2 separate regions of the Canis lupus genome follow, and region 2 is linked to region 1. The links are chromatin contacts, called in public Hi-C maps. All regions are on one chromosome and are shown on one strand. The core of a region is the stretch at or near the end of the contact, and the rest is flanking DNA. Distances in the headings are between cores, read along the strand shown.

Region 1 (2,700 bases), core at 191-2,690:
TGCACAGGACAAAATGACTAGAAAGAGGAATTCACCACAAAAGAAAGAAGCAGAGGTGATACTCTCTGCCACAGATTTAATGGATATAGACTTAACTAAAATATTGGAGATGGAGTTCAGCATTACAATGATAAAGTTACTAGTTGGGCTTGAAAAAAGGATACAAGACTCAAGAATCTCTTAGTGCAGAAATAAGATCTAATCAGGCTAAAATTACAAATACTCTAACTGAGGTATAGTCTAAACTGGATGCTCTAACAGCTAGAATAAATGAGGCAGAAGAGAGAATAAGTGACATGGAAGACAAGTTGATGGAAAGGAAGGAAGCCGAGGAAAAGAGAATAAAAACTAAGAGCCCACAGGAGAGGCTCTGAGAAATAAGTAATAGTTTGAAAAAAAGAAAGTAACATCCATATTATTGGAATTATTGGAAGGTCTCTGCCTTTCTCTCATGAGTAAATAAATAAAATCTTAAAAAAAAATAGGTGGGGGGGGAATGAGGCTGGGGAGAGACAATATAATCTCACAGGGTGGACAAAATGGGGTGGCCCACCGGTTCTGAGTGTATTTTGGTTTGTGTGTTATAAGATATTAAATTCCAAAATTATAAAAAAAGGGGGGGCACCCGAGTGGCTCAGTGGTTGAGGAACTACCTTTGGCTCAGGGCATGATCAATTCCTGCATCAGACTCCCCACAGGGAGCCTGCTTCTCCCTCTGCCTGTGTCTCTGCCTCTCTCTGAGTCTTTCATTAATAAAATCTTTTTCAAAAATCATAAAAAAGTAAAACATATATGTACAAAAATAAAATTGAATACAGTGAAAGGAAGCCAAAAATGAAGAATATATCTATAACACAAAATTGTAAAATATGAAAGTTGGAAAAGACTTAAAAATGAGTTGATAAAATAAGAAACTAGTTGAGATGAGAAAAAGAGAAAAAATAATGGAAAATTTTAACCGGAAAGATAAACGAACCATAAGAAAAAAAAACTCAAGTTCTATATACTATTTTTCCTCAGCCCTGGAACTTTCCAGGGCTGTTTGGTCAGTAAACTTGCTGTTGCCCTGTTCTTCCAGTTGGCCTTCTGGGGGAGGGGCCTGCTGTGCTGATTCTCAGGTGTCTGTGCCTGGGTGGAGTTGCACTACTCTTGCCTCTGGGCCAGGCTCACTGTAAGCTGTTTGCTGTGTGAGGCTTTAGTTCCTTGAAGGCTTTCCAGGCCTCTTTTGATGATGAAATGAGAAAAAAAAAAAAAAAAAAGGCTGTACCCGGATCTCCAGCCCTGGCCTGGAGCTGAGTGATCTGGGTGTGTGCCAAACTCTGCAGACTTCTATGGTGCTCACCCACTCGGATCTTCCCCAGGGGCAGGCAGGGGGACACTAATTTGTGCAATTTGTAGGGTTTCAACAGGGACAGCCTTTGCCTGCTCCTGTGTGCACCCACTCCATAGTTCCTGGAGGAGGTGGAGGGTCACCCAGTTTCTGTCCATTGCCAGGCCTTGGTATGGAGAGCATTCACCCGATCAAGTGTGCACCTGCTGCACTTCTCCCTGAGGAAGGTGGAGGGTTGCTGTGTTTTAGTCCTTTGCAGGGACCTGACATGGAGAGCGATCACCTGATCCGTCCATGGTTCACGGTTATGGCACAGCACATAACCGTCTCCCAGGCTCACTGACTTAAACCGGTTTCCCCACTCCAATGCTTGGGAGCTCTGCTGGCTCAGGCATCCCTGTTCTTTCTGTGCTTCCTGGAATATCGAGACCGCACTGTCCCACCTGCGGTTCTGCCCCACTTCACCACTGAGCACCTTTCAGGCAGGGAAGGCTCTCACAGGAGCAGATTTCTAAAGGTCCCAACTTTGAGCCCCAGGGTTGTATCACTTTCCTGCAGCTGGCTTACAAAGACTCCCCCTCCCACTGTTTATCTTCCCATATATCCCTTCTGTTTCTCTTCTCCACACTCCTACCTAGCAAAAAGTGGTCACTTTTCTATTTGTAGAGTTCCAGCTGTTCTTTGTTTACATCTCAGGTTGAATTCATAGGTGTTCAGGATGGTTTGATTGTTATCTAGCTAAATTTAGGGGATCGGATGAAATGAGGACCCCTCCTCTTCCACCATCTTGCCTAGTTAGCTCTAAAGGTGTAACGCTAAGGCAGCAAAGTCCTAGTAATAGACCACCTGACCACTGACACGCTTTCATGTATGTTTGAAATACCAGGACAAGACTGAAGAGCAGGACACCCTGACTCAGTGCTTCTTGACTCGAGAACTCCTGCCAACTGCCACTGGAGAGGCTAGGTGGCCAGAGCTACATTCACTGGCTGATTGCAAATTCACACGCCTCCATGGGCCGGGTGGGTAACAAAACTAGTGACCTGGGGGAGGGTGGAGGAGCATAGGCAGCAGCAGGGACTCAGCTCGGCCTATTGTCACCATGTGGGGAAATAGGCACGATGTGGCTCCAGTTTAAGAGAAGCAAGCCCTACATTTTGCGAGTTCTAAATGTTTGCAGTGAATTAAATTTTAACAGCAAACAGCGCTGTCCAGCCAAACAAAATATATAAGCTGGCAAGATGCATCTTTTTCCATTCCTTTATTTAAATGCAAGATAAATAGTGTTGCTCAGATAGCATGAGCAGATAAAAAGTGTGGCTCAGAAACCAGATTCTCCAAATGTCATAAGCTATTAGATGGGTGGCTGG
Region 2 (2,700 bases), core at 41-2,540, 390 kb after region 1:
AAGTGTTCGAGGAGAGAGTGGGCAGCTGCGCCCGGTGGCTGAGAGGTCAAGTAAGCCGAGGGCTGCCCGGTGCTGCTTGGATGGATCAACATGACGAACGCCAGTGACGTTACTGAGAACCCTTCCTGCTGCCAACGGCCAGAGGCCTCGAGCAGGTGGAATGTGAACAGAAAGTGAGTTCATGGAGGGAGCGCGTATAGACAGGTCTTCTGTGCGGTTTGCTGTGCACGAAGGGAGACCAAGCAGTGGCTCTAAGAAGGAGATGAAAGAGTCCATGAAGTTTGTGATGGTTTTTTGTTTGGTTGGTTTTTTTTTTGCCTTTTTTAAGATGGGAGAGACTTTCTGAAAAATTGGGGGGGGGACCCACCAAAAAACTTGGGGACACCTTCTCACCCTTCGCCCATCCCTCAGACTTGCTGAGACCCCAGTGGAACAGAATTAATTGCTGGCAAACACTTCGGACGGCCCGAACACCCCGTCCCTCGCCACTTAGTGCTACCAGCCTGGTAAGGGAGAGGAGTTCTCCTTTGATTTTCCCGGACCCCAGCACCCCCATTCCTCTTCCAGATCTCATTAGGAAGTCAAATGAGGAAGCCTCCACGCAGCCAAGTTTTGTTTTGCAGAAAGAGCCCTGCCCCTCGTCACTGAGCCTGCCCGATTGAGGTTAATGGGATGCCAGCCTCCCTTGGGCCAGTGGAAAGCCGGGGTGACCTACTTTGTGAGGTCCTGCCGGTGAAACTGACTTGCTTTTCAATGATCTTCCCCTTCTTCCCCGGGACCGACCTCCCCAAGGACAGCCCTGACCCAACAAGTGCGCTGCTGCCTTGCTTAGCTCAGTAAACCCCGCCGTAGCTCCAGGCCGGAGCGCAGGAGGAGACAGAAAGGGCAGATTGTGGGCACACCCCACATCCTTCACGAGTTCCGCGGGCGCCAGGGTAGAAAGTGACCAGGTTTCCTGCAAATCGACTCTGGATCTCCACCACTCCTCCGGTTTAATCCGAATGCTAGGAATCCCTGGAACTTTTCAAAATAGTTTTTTTTGTCCTAATGAATCTTGGCAGGGACTACAGTCCCCTTCATTATTCCCAGCCACTCTGTTTAATTCATATTTAATAAGACAAGCATCTCCGTGTCCCAGACAGATGGGAGGGTGGATTAGAGACCCTGGTCGCCCTCTCCAGAAATCCTGCCCCTGCAGGGCCAGCGCCAGGCAAATGGCCCCACGAGGACAGAGGCATCTCTGTCTGTCTGTCTGTCTGTCTCTGCCTCTCGGATCAGGGCTGAAGGTCTCCCGGCCCTCCCTGCCTCCTGTGGCACTTGCCCAGCTCTGTCGGTGTCCTCGGTCTTGCAGAGACTGGCCTTGGACCCGAGGGGCAGGAGGCAGGCCTAACCTGCCCCGGGGGACCGGAGTCCTAGATGCCTCCGGCTTAGCAGCAGCTTTCCCCGAGGAAACCGCGCTCAAACCTGCCTCCCCCGACGCGGGGGTCCAGCCTAGCGCGTGGCTCGGGTGCCCTCTAGTGCTTTGGTTGAGTTTCTGCAACTTTGAAAGCTCTTTATTGGGGATTATTTGAAATACAGGAGAGCCCCAACCCAGTGCATGAGGGATCTGAACGGCCAGCGACTGGAGTCTCACCAGTGAGGCTCAGGTTCAGAAGGAATAACAAGTTCTTAGAAGGAGCGTAAAAGTCCCCTACTGCCTCTTTTCTTTTATGGTGCTTTTCAAAGTTCTGTTTGGAAAAGCTTCAAGGAGTAGAAAACCAACATTTACCAAATCCTGTGATGTGCTGGTCACGACCACAAGCAGTTGCCTCGCACAAAGCCCTTGGGCCGGCATGAGGATGCTCCCATTTTGCAAAGAGCACTGGGGTAAGAGCCTGGCACAGAGCTTAGCGAGTGGCTGAACCCGGATTCAAATCCAGCCGCCTCTTCCAATAGCCTGTGTTCTTCTTGACACGCCACACTGCCTCTCCGAATGTAAAAGAGGCGAAACACTTCTCCGTGTCTTCACTTGGTCTTCCTTTTTCATTTCTCCAGTGTGCACGGTCTGTTCAGAGCCGTCCTGTATCTGTTGGGACGGTGGTGGTGTCTCTCTGGCAGATCTGGACCAGCTCTGGACATACACAGATAGTCACATTTGTCAGCCACACTGCACGGAGACGTTTTTGTCAACCTGCCATTTTTTTCTCTAATTCGACACTGTTGTTTCATTACACAGATGTCTTTAGCTGGTGGATAATTCAATTAGCTACTTTTGTGATTGCTTTATTGTTCCAAAGCTGAGAAAATTAACATTTCTCTCACAGATCTGTAAACAACTTTTTTCCTATAATCTGGTTGCTTTCTATGTAGCTCTGGATTTTTTTTTTAATTTATTTATCTTGGCGTACGAGATTAGATGCGAATCCCCCTTTTTTATTTTTTTATTGCAGTTAAGTTAGCCCAGCCCCACTGTTGCACAACCTTCCCATTTCCCCCTCCTTATTTGTGAAGTCTCCTTTGTATGATACCTTATCTAAAGTTTCTGGGATCTCCAGTCTTTGCCATTCATTTATATTTCTTTCTTATCCTGAATATGACACCGTTTTAATTATCATGATTTATAATATACTCTGTTATACGATATGGCCAGATCAACTCTCTCTGCTAGAAAACGGATAAAAATGTAAATCCCGAATAGAAAAATAAAACCAAATTCACAGA

The links. Hi-C and Micro-C count contacts between places; a contact is called where the count stands out from the background.
Region 2: a contact with region 1 is called in a Hi-C map of amygdala, with 8 times the contacts expected there. The contact joins two enhancer-like sites. A contact is called at or near these places in 3 of 9 Hi-C or Micro-C datasets (amygdala, blood and skin fibroblasts).

Annotation. Positions count from the first base shown.
Region 1 is chr21:37,226,176-37,228,875 of UU_Cfam_GSD_1.0, forward strand. It overlaps LOC119864898 (a long non-coding RNA gene), which reads left to right. Exons shown (of 3, transcript XR_005375372.1): 2 at 2,217-2,352. Among named protein-coding and RNA genes, the nearest start is that of FAR1, 100 kb to the left of the region's middle. Within about 2 kb of position 1,441, at least 2 of the 20 cell types and tissues checked have an H3K27ac peak or open chromatin away from gene starts, as enhancers often do.
Region 2 is chr21:37,613,926-37,616,625 of UU_Cfam_GSD_1.0, forward strand. The region is part of intron 8 of SPON1 (spondin-1); the gene reads left to right. Among named protein-coding and RNA genes, the nearest start is that of RRAS2, 110 kb to the right of the region's middle. Within about 2 kb of position 1,291, at least 4 of the 20 cell types and tissues checked have an H3K27ac peak or open chromatin away from gene starts, as enhancers often do.